Regions from separate parts of the Mus musculus genome. Here region 2 is linked to region 1. The links are chromatin contacts, called in public HiChIP or PLAC-seq maps. All regions are on one chromosome and are shown on one strand. The core of a region is the stretch at or near the end of the contact, and the rest is flanking DNA. Distances in the headings are between cores, read along the strand shown. Region 1 has its middle 9.5 kb from the start of Cd300e. Region 2 overlaps Hid1 (HID1 domain containing).

Evidence for each region. HiChIP or PLAC-seq counts read pairs in DNA pulled down with a chosen protein or histone mark.
Region 2: a FOXA1 HiChIP or PLAC-seq map of pancreatic cancer cells shows a contact between it and region 1. The contact joins two enhancer-like sites. A contact is called at or near these places in 13 of 39 promoter capture datasets (the 3T3-L1 cell line, 3T3-L1-derived adipocytes, the C10 cell line and 8 more), 2 of 15 datasets of contacts at CTCF or cohesin (embryonic stem cells and pro-B cells), 31 of 484 Hi-C or Micro-C datasets (B cells, the Ba/F3 cell line, CD4 T cells and 19 more), 4 of 115 datasets of contacts at active chromatin or transcription factors (astrocytes, bone marrow-derived dendritic cells, bone marrow-derived macrophages and 1 more) and 3 of 9 other capture datasets (embryonic stem cells, liver and pancreatic islet).

What each region holds. Positions count from the first base shown.
Region 1 is chr11:115,068,884-115,074,222 of GRCm38.p6, forward strand. No RefSeq gene overlaps it. Among named protein-coding and RNA genes, the nearest start is that of Cd300e, 9.5 kb to the left of the region's middle. Within about 2 kb of position 3,303, at least 139 of the 459 cell types and tissues checked have an H3K27ac peak or open chromatin away from gene starts, as enhancers often do. A contact at or near this core is called in pancreatic cancer cells, where this site is marked.
Region 2 is chr11:115,356,403-115,361,741 of GRCm38.p6, forward strand. It overlaps Hid1 (HID1 domain containing), which reads right to left. Exons shown (of 19, transcript NM_001346774.1): 2 at 5,237-5,339; 3 at 3,920-4,090; 4 at 3,293-3,406; 5 at 2,575-2,681; 6 at 2,268-2,384; 7 at 218-440; 8 at 1-19. Among named protein-coding and RNA genes, the nearest start is that of Hid1, 8.7 kb to the right of the region's middle. Within about 2 kb of position 3,104, at least 57 of the 459 cell types and tissues checked have an H3K27ac peak or open chromatin away from gene starts, as enhancers often do. A contact at or near this core is called in pancreatic cancer cells, where this site is marked.

The sequences.
Region 1 (5,339 bases), core at 2,053-4,552:
AACCCTCTCAACTGTGAGTCAACAGGTTGCTTTTGTCAGATACTCTGCCACAACAATGAGAAAAAGTAGCTAGCACCAAAAACAGGACACACAGCAGCACAACACGCACATGCAGAAGGATATAGAAAAAGCACACAGGGCAATCCAAGCCCCTCAGTGTGTAAAGATGCCTGTCACCAAGACTGACAACCTGAGGGAGGGGTCAAGCCCCAGCACCCACATGGTGGAAGGAGAGAACTGAATCTCGACAGTTGTGCTCTGACCTAAACACATATATACTTCCCCGCTACATAAATAAAAGTGATTTTATTTATCTTTTAACTCACAGATGCACAGAGCATCCATAGACAAACAGAAAGCAAATGAGAATTCAGCACACACAAACACACAACAGACACACACACACACATATGCACAACACATATTATATATGCCTATAATTCCAGCATTGGGGAGGTTGAGACAGGAAGACCTTGGGTTCAAGACCAGCCTGGACTACACAAGTCACTAGCTCAAACACAGAGAGCTGGGAGTACTCACACACTTTAACCCCATCACTTCAGGGGCAGAGGCAGGTGGATCTCTTTGAGTTTGAGGTCAGTCTGGTCTATGTATTAAGTTCCAGGCCAGTCAGGGCCACATAGGAAGACTTTGTCTCAAATCTCAAATAACAGTAGCAATGATAATAGTTGTAATTATAATAAGGACCCCTGTTTGCTGAGAGACTGCTACTGTATCTATTATCTCATCCCATGCAGACAATCACCTTAAAGCAGGTTTTTCTTTTTTTCTAAATGAGTACACTGTAGCTGTCTTTAAACACACTGGAGGAGAGCATTGGATTCCATTACAGATGGGCTGCCATGTGGTTGCTGGGAATTGAACTCAGGACCTTTGGAAGAGGAGCCAGTGTTCTTAACCGCTGAGCCATCTCTGTAGTCCCTGACAACCACCTTGAAAGAAGGACCAATTATTATCCCCATTTTGCACAGGAGAAAGCTATACTCTTGAGGGAGCTGCTGATCACACTGGAATAAGAGCCAATAGCCACCACCCTTCAGTAGTGGTGCACACCTTTAATCCTAGCACTTGGGAGGCAGAGGCAGGCAGATTTCTGAGTTTGAGGCTAGCCTGGTCTACAGAGTGAGTTCCAGTGCTGACCCCATACCCTTCACACCCACACCATTAGCCAGTTCACTCACAAATTCTATGGCTGAACAAGAACCTCGAAGATTGACAAGCAGGCTCTCCTACCCCAACCTTTCTGTAAGCGCTCTGAATTCAGGGTTGTGTCTCTCCATTACAGGTCAATAGAACAACAGAAAACAGCTTATATTGTTGGGTCTCAGTGAACCACACTGTCATCATTGTCAGGAATCGGCCAACACTTCATTGTCTGATTCCTTCCAGGTCCAGTTTGCAGGTTCACGCTACAGAAGTTTCAGTGTGACCATATGTGGTGAGGCAGAGAAGGCTTTGTGGGGTAAAGGGTGGGGGTTCAACCAAGCATAAAGGTAGAAACCAACGTGAGCCATAGCCACAGAGCAGCTTGGGACCTTTTGGGATGGCTGGAGAAGAGAGTACAGCACATTAATGGGCTTGTGCTCCACTAAAGCTATCAGCAAGGATACACAATGATCAATGGCCATGTAAAAAGCCCATGAATAGATCCATGGTCGGTTGATTGACAAGTTGAATACAAGGCGCTTTGATGGAGAAGCAGCAATGTCCATGGCTGGAGAGACGGTACAGTCAGTAAAGTGCTTGCTGCATGAACATGAGGCCTGACTTTGATCAATGGGCACATGAAATACCAGGCAGAGTGGTAGGTACAGTCTTGGAATCCCAGTGTCAAGGAGGCAAAGACAAGAGAATCCCTGTTTTGAGACAGGATCTCACTGTGTACCCCTGGATAGCCGGGAACTCACTATGTAGACCAGGCTAGCCTGAAACTCACAGATTCACCTACCTCTGCCTCCTGGTTGGTTTTTATTATCAACTTGACACAACTAAGAGTCATGGAGGAGGACAAGTCAAAGCAGATTGGCCTGCGGCTGTCTTGGGGGCAGGGGGAGTGGGTTGTCAGATTGTCGATGGATACAAGAGAGCCCATCCTGGGCAGTTGGTCCTGAACTCTGTAAGCAGCCAGCTAAGCACACAAGCAACAGTCCTTCCATGGTTTCTGCTTTCTGCTGCAGTCCCTGCCTTGACCACCCTCGGTGAGAGCCTGTGACCTGAAACTGGAGGAAGAATTAAGCCTTTCTTCCTCTAACTGGTTCTGGTCAGGACAAAGATCGAAGCACAACAGGAGAGCAAACTAGACACACAATAGAGCTTTATCTACTGACAACCCCCACTAACCCCTCCTCACAGCAGGAAGAATAGTGCCTGGCCCTCGGGGCAAATGATGGATGTTCAGACAGAAAGCTGTGGCAGAGACAGCAAGCTTCAGAATCCACCCCAGGACTGCAGACAAGCCTTCTAGAGCATTCTTATTTACAAGGTTGCTAGCTTTCCCCTTCCCTGCTATCTCGAGAGACTCGTGTTCTCAGCCCCGGGAGAGATCTCCATCAGTCACATTTAATCAATCACCAGACACCGCCCCTGCCAGACACAGTGGCTAGTGCTCCGTCAGCCCCCTTCACTGAGCGTATTCCAGGTAGATGTACCAAGTCCTGTTTCCTCGTCTACATGGAAAACAGACTGTCCGTTTCGAGAGAGAAAGTGAGGAAAGAGAGAATCTGAGTATATTCGGGTATCAAATGATGGCGGGTGGGGGCGGGGCAGCTGTGTGATAGCTTCTGGGTTTCAGAAAAACGAATGAACAGTGAAAAGGCTCCTGAGGAAGCTGGAGGCTCACTCCGAACATCGCTTGGTAGAGGCAGAATAAGTCACTGGAAGGATCTTTGGCAAAGTTTCCCTGGGTGGAGCATGCTGTCTGTTCTCTATTTTATGGCCAGCTGTGTCATCGAGCCATGGGCTGCCACTTCCTGCTGGATGGTCACTAATGTGATGTCACTTTTATTTTTTCTAGATTCCCTCCTGGTGGTTAGCTGTAGTTATGCTTGGCCTGTCTCGGAGACAGGAAAGGGGCATGGGGAGAGGGGGAGAGAAGAGCAGGAGAATAAAAAAAAAAAGAGTTGGATGAGAAGCGGGGGAGAGGAAGAAAGGGAAGGAGGGGCAGCTTCCATAAATGACTAACAGGAGTCCAGCTTCTCAAACTCGGCTTCTGCCTCCATGCCTCACTCCGCTGACCAGAGGGCTGTGCCCCAGCTGCTGCTGCCAACAGGCACCTTCCTGTCCCAGGCCTGCGGCCAGCTGTGACCGCAAGTCCCCAGGAAGTCCATTCCCTCAAGTGGATATCTAGGCTGTAGGTCAAGATGCCTGCTAAAACGTTACAAATAAATCATGCAGTTAAAAATCTGCACATGACCCAGCACAGTGGCACACACTTTTAATCCCAACACTCAAGAGGGAGAGGCAGGAGGGAATCTCTGTGAGACCAGCCTGGCCTACAGAGTAAATTCCAGGACAGCCAGGGCTACACAGAGAAAAAACAAAGAGGGGAGAGAAGGGGGGAATGAGAGAGAGGAGGGGGAGAGGGAGGGGGAGAGGGAAAGGGATTGGGAGAGGGGGAGGGGAGGGGAGGGGAGGGGAGGGGAGGGGAGGGGAGGGGAGGGAAGGGAAGGGAAGGGAAGGGAAGGGAAGGGAAGGGAAGGGAAGGGAAGGGAAGGGAAGGGAAGGGAAGGGAAGGGGAAGGGGAAGGGGAAGGGAAGGGGGAAGGGAAGGGAAGGGAAGGGAAGGGGAAGGGGAAGGGAAGGGGGAAGGGAAGGGAAGGGAAGGGGGAAGGGAGGGGAAGGGGGAAGGAGGAAGGGCAGGGAAGGGGGAAGGGGGAAGGGGAAGGGGAAGGGAAAGGGTAAGGGAAAGGAAAGGAAAGTCTCCCCTTTGCCGAGGCTGGAGAGATGCTCAGGGGTTAAGAGCGCATACTGCTTTACCAGGACCCCTGCTTAGTCCCTGGCACCCTCATCCACTGGCTTCAGACAAAGCCTGGGTGGGACCTCTGTTCCCTTAGAGGCCATCATGGCCAGGACTGTTTTGTTTACAGCTACCATAAACTCACCTAGAACACACATAAGGAAATAGGGATTCGCTTTAGAAGAATTCAAAAACCATGAAAACCTTCATCAAAAACCATCCAAGGATCCTGCTGAGGCTTGGGGACCATGGGGACCAAGCCAAAGAGCCCCACCCAGGCCTCTCTTACTTGTGTCTTGTGGCTCCCTCCACACAGCTTTCCCTAAGGGATAAAAATACAACCACTGACTTGACCCAGATTTCTGTGTCTCTGAGAAAGGCGTCCCTTCCCGAGTCTCAATTCAAAAGAGCATGAAATGCCAGGAAGACCTGAAAGTGGTTTGACTATTATCCCAGGAGAGCCTTGCAACTGGGGGATACCGGAGACTAAAAGCAGTAGCTGGTCCCGAGCATGGGGAGGGGCAGAGGGGCTGAGAATCCTGAGAGTGGCTGAAAGCAGCCAGTGAGCATAGGGGAAGAAAAGGGAGAAAGGGGCAAAACCCTGGGGGAAAGAAAATGTAGACTGAACATGAGACACACGGTAAGGCAAGGGGACGTGACCAAACCAAGATGGGAACCAGGCACTAGAACCACCGGAGCCAATGAGTCTAGAGTCTGACTGAGGGAGGGCACCCAAGGAGATATGCAAAAAGACCCTGGGATCTGCTGGTATGAAACCTTCAGGGATCTATTCAAATGCCATCTCAGTGGAGGCCCTGGTAAATACAGCGTCAGGGTGAGCAGGTGGGTGAGAGGTGAGGTAGGGACAGGAAACTGCTTTTTTTCCACTGTAGAACGGGGATGCGAAGGCCTTTGCGTGCAGCCCTCCCTCTAGTTGATCAAATCATACCAAATGCTCGTGTGCACAAATACGCAAACGCAAGAAACAGTTCCTACTAACAGCAGCTAAGTCTTATTTCAAGATTCACTCTTCTCTGACCCAAGGTCACATTCTATTCTGTTACCAGGACACTCTTGGTCTGATTCCTGGAACTCTGGCTGGGGCTGGAGAGGGAATGCAGAGAGGACAGACACACAGATGCACAGACACACAGACATAAAGATACACAGACAGACACACATTCAGAAAGCCTGCAGTCATGTTGGGGTGTGTTCGCTCTGGTGGAGTGGCCCATCCTTCTGTTGGAACTCAGAACTTCAGCGTTGTTTGTTATGCACAACACAGGGGAACTAGTCTTGCCAGGAGGTCTCTGTTGGGGTGCAGTCTCAGGCTGTAAACATCTGAGAGGAGAAGGAAGCTGCAG
Region 2 (5,339 bases), core at 1,854-4,353, 290 kb after region 1:
GGTTCTCGGGCCCTGGAGGCTGCCAAGGAGAGGAGCTATGGTGAGCAGATCCCTCACTCAGGTCTGCCTGGATAGCAGCAGTGAGCTTTCCAAAGTTGGACCCTCCCCCGCTCCAGGCATACCACGAGCTGCCTCCCATGGTGTGTGCCTTTTGCCCATGGCTTGTGCTAATGGAGATACCATCTGCCCCCCAGCCATCTCCCCATCCGGTCCTTACATCAGCATCATCCATAGCTGTGCCCGTGGTGGTGCCGTCCACGGTGGGGCTGGTGCTGGTAGCACTGTCATGGTCCAAGGTGACAATAAGCACCTGAGCAGCCTCCTCCACCAGGGGCTCCCGGTAGTCCGAGAAGAGCAGGTGGTTGTAGGGGATCCCGTAGCCCACAGGGTCATAGGCACACACGGTGTTGAGGAGTGAAGTGAAGAGGGGCAGCGCGTGTCTGCGAGAGAGCACAGAGCAAGGCTGCAGGGATGCTCCCTTGGGCACGCCTGCCTCTCCAGCCACAGCCACAGCCACAGCCACAGCCACAGCCACAGCCACAGCCACAGCCACAGCCACAGCCAGGGAGCTGTGCTATCAGGCAGAAGGCAGAAGGACGAGCTTGTCCCTTCCTGAATAGAAAATGCCCTCCCTATCCATGCATGTGGCTGACTCTGATCAGGGACAAGCTGGGCCAAGAGCAGAGGAGTCCATTACACAGGGATGGACTCCCTGTAGAGAACGTGCTCACGCCCTTCTCAGTTCTTGGGGTCACACACCCTCCACTGGGGTTACAGGCAAGAGGTTAGAGGAGCAAGGAAAAGACAGCCTCCCCTTGGGGAGCAGAAACCAGCTCCATCCCCTGGCTCCCAGGCTACAGTATGACTTGAATCCGGTCCATAGATGTCAAGGTTCAAGCTCCTCATCTTACATATGAGGAGACTGAGATCCAAGAGGTTAGGTGAGTGAGCAAGTGACAAAGTGTTGCTGTGTGCCTGGCATAGCTATGAGAAGAAACCCTGGCCAGGCTCTGATTGTGGCCAGCATTGTGGGACACTTGGAGACCCTCTCTTGTGGTGATAAAAAGCAGGGAACCAGCAAAACCCAGAGGGGAGCCATGTCATGCAGGGGTCAGCTTCCAGAAGGAGTAAGGTTAAAAGTTTAGAATGCTAACACCTGTGTTAGCTGCACAGGGGCACAGCTGGGTGTACACAGCTGGATTGCACAGCTGAGTGTGCACAGCTGGATTGCACAGCTGGGTGTGCACAGCTGGGTATGTACAGCTGGGTATGCACAGCTGAGTGTGTACAGCTGGGTGTGCACAGCTGGGTTGCACAGCTGGGTGTGCACAGCTGGGGTGTATGCTTCAAGTACTCTGTCCCACTGATGACTATGTGGCACCCCCATGTACTCATAAGTGTCCCCATATCCCTCTTGAGTCCCGCACGATCCAGACTTTTCCATCTATCAGGGTGGTCCTCAGACCCTCTTCTCTACCCACTGTCCCAAAGAGCAACCACAGCCACATGTGGCTGGCGACTAAGTGCTCTTGAGCGGTTGATCCAGCTGACGCTGGAAGTATAAGGTACACACTGGATTCAGGGAAGGAAACGTGAGGAAAGGAAATGCAAATGATAGCAATAGCTCTATATACTCATTACAAATTTAAGGCTCACGTTTTTAAATGTACCGAGCTAAATAAAATATATAAGTTCTCTTCCTTTTTGCTTTCAAGAAAGGGTCTTATGTACCATAGGCTAGCCCAGAACTCACTAGTAGCCAAGGATGACCCTAAACTTCTTGATTGATCTGCCTCCACCTCCGGAATGCTGGGATTACAGCCCTGTGCCGCCACACCCAGTTCATCCAGGGCTCCATGCATAGTAGACAAGCACTCTATACACAGAGCTACATTTCAAGCCCCTTACATTATATTTCTACTAAACAATGCGGTTCTAGATGGAAGACCTGAACCTTGGCCCAGGAGCCCCCAGGAAGTTTGGGGCCCTGATAGTAAGGTTCAGAAGACCGAGCTTCAATTATCAGCACACACATGACAAATCACAACTGTCTGTAACTCCTGTCCCAAGGGATCCAACACCCTCACACAGACATACATGCAGTCAAAACACCAGTGTAAACAAAATAAAAATAAATAATTAAAAAATAAATGTATGGCTAAGTTATAGTTTCACGACACCAGGGGGCAGCACATCTCCTCAAATAAAACCATCAGGGCTGGCACAGGGTTCCTAGAACCAGACTAGGAAGGCCAGCCGCCTCTCACCTGTTCTCCGTGGAACAAAAGAACTGAACCCAGGGGTTGGTGCTGCCACTCTCTGGAGATGGGGGCAGGTACATGGCCTCTGAGAAGCACGTGAGCAGTAACTTCAGCAGCTCCATCCTGCAGGAGGGACAGGAAAGGCTACATGAGAACCCCAGTCTCCATCTGGAAGGGGCTGACACATCGACCCACCTCCCTGGCCCAGGCCCATGGGGAAAAAATGACCCCTGTTCCTCCCTGTAAGGCCAAGGATGGATGGTAAGAGGGCTGGGTCTCTGAGCTATGCACAGGCCAGCCCGGTCCAGCTCACCGGTTCATGTCATGGATGTAGTTGGGCTGTGGGGAATGAGCAAAGCCCACACCAGCCTCCCAGATATATTCACAGCTGTCCAGGGAATGGACATCTTCTGCTGAGTCCTAGAAACAGGAAGTAGTAACAGGGGATGAGGGTGTCACAAAACAAATATCGGCGTGAGGCGGGCCCTGACTCCCTAAGCTTCCCAAGCTGCAGCAACGTACCCCGGTGTTCTCCTAAGGTCAGCCCTCCCCTCCCATGCCAGTCTCCTAACGGACAAGGAGAGAAATGGGTGCTGTTGGAGTTCTTTAAAGGCTCGTTTCCCTGCAGTCTTGCATTGATTATTTTACTTGCTGAGCCCAGTCTGAGGCAGGGAGAGGAGGTAGGGAAGGTTGGAGGAGTAGGGGTGTGGCAGACTGAAGGGAGAAAGTATTCCTGGTGGAATGCCAGAGTAAAAAGACAGGCTTCCTGGTTCCAGCCCTGTTCCCCTCCCAGCTCGGGCAGGGAAGACAATAGGTGCTTGTGTGATGCTGCCTAGGAGACAGGCAGGCTGGACACCAGCTGGCTCCTCTCCAACAGTGCAACCCCCTATCCCACCCAGGACACTTATGCTTAGGAGGCCTGCCCTCTGAGCCACCCCTGCACCCTGCACCCTGCACCCTGCACCCTGCACTCGGGAGAACCGTAACTATGCTGGCCCCAGCAGGATCAGAGCCCAGCCTGGGTGTCTCACCACGTCGTTCCTCCGGTGGTTCTGCACAGTGAAGTCTGGGCAGAAGAGCAAATCGGCAATGGCCAGGAGCAAGGACTCAGCCAAGGGACGAGCGTTCTCATCCTCTTCCTCACCCTGCTAAAGATGCAGGCTGCTCAGTGGGGGGCTGGCCAAGGAGAGGTGGCCCCACGGCTTGGGGGTGTCGTGAATATGGGACTGGGTCTCAGCGGGCACATGTAGGTAGACAAAGTGGAGGGAAAGAGGAAGTGACTTCCTGCTCACCCCAAACCTCCCTTTGCCAGAAGAGGGCAGGGCAGAGGCAAACACTGGGCATAATGAGAAATGTCCCACCAGGGGTACTGGACATCTTGGGAATCATGAGGTCTCAACCCTTGGCACTTGACTGAAGATAAAGCCCTGAGTAGATGGGGCCTGGGAGAAGATAGTGTGGTCCTTCTAAAGACATAATGGGCCTATCCCTGCACCCCTGCTCTAGGCCCCTTGGGAGAGAAACCGAAGGCCTGAAAAGTTGGTACTGGCTCCTTCCCCCTCAGTGGTACCCTACCTCTAAGTCCCCATCCCTATACTTCCTAAAAACAGGTGGCCCTGCCAGGATCCTCCAACCCCCCCTTGGCCAGGCCCACAGACCCCTCCACGCCCTGCCCCGGGCACTGTGGACCAGAAGAAGCCCCTCCAGTCGGGGTCCTCGAAGATGTAAGGCAGCACTCGGGTGAGTAGCCGGCTGCAGTTCAGGACGACCTGTTTCTCCTTCTCAGAGTGGCAGCCACCCTCTGCTCCTTGCACCAGCTTCTCCACAGCCTGTGGGGACAGACAGCAAGGGAGGAAGGAGCATGTGAAGGAGCCCTTTGGGTTCAGGCCACCCAAGCTGGAGAGGTCAGCTAGCTCAGGAAGGTTGTGACCTGGGAAAAAAACAGCCCAGAGCATCAGGAGAGCAGAGGCCAGTCCACTGGATGGCCAAGACCTCATCTGTGGTACCCCTCTCATACAGAGTGTGTCCCCACACTTGGGTACAACTTACTTTCTTCTGAGAGCCTCTTTCTCTCCTAATCCTTCTGTTTAATACTATATTAAAGTGCCCTTTTTAAAGGTTAAAACAAGAGAAAAAGACCAGGGCTGGAAGAGTGGCTCTGCTGTTAAGAATACATTGTCTACCACATTTGGTAGCCCATATCTTTACTCCCAGCACTAGAAGCCAGAGACAGGTGGATCTCTATGAGATCAAGGCCAACCTGGTCTATATATTAAGTTCTAGGCATCCAGGGCCTCAACAAAATAAAACAAACAACAATAAAACCCAACTTGCTATCCTTGCCAAGGACCTAGAGTTCAACTCCCAGCACCTACGTGGTGTCTCACAACCACCCATAACTCTAGTTCAAGGGGGTCCAATGCCTTCTTTTGCTCTCCATGGTCATCAGGCATGTACACGGAACATATAGATACATGCATGCAAAGCACTCACACACATAAAATAAAATAAATTTAATTTAAAATTTATTTATTTATTTTTGGTTTTTCGAGACAGGGTTTCTCTGAATAGCGCTGGTTGTCCTGTAACTCACTCTGTAGACCAACCTGGCCTTGAACTCAGAAATCTCCCTGCCTCTGCCTCCCAAGTGCTGGGATTAAAGGAGTGTGCCACCACTACCCGGCAATTTTTTTTAAGACCTCGTTTGTAACAGAGAAACCTCTGTTTGGAGGCTGGAGCACCTCACAGGAAAAGCTAAGTGAGGTGGTGTCTGGAAAGATAAGTTAAAGCTCTGATAAATGGCGGCAGGGGCCATGGTTACTTTTTCCTCACCCCCACCAAGGAGAACTGGAGGCAAAGAGGCTAGACCTCTAGAACCTGTGGGTGAGATGTGAGTACTTTGTTCTGCGTGGACTAGGCCATTCGGCCTCTCTGGGAAGGATGGGGACAGCTGTGAGGAGCCAGACAGCTCATACCTTGTAGCACAGCGTGGCCAGGTTAGAGGGTGACTCCTCTCGCACAGCCCGGATCTCTGCTGCCGGCACCAACGCAAAGACATCCTGCACCGAGGTAGCGGTG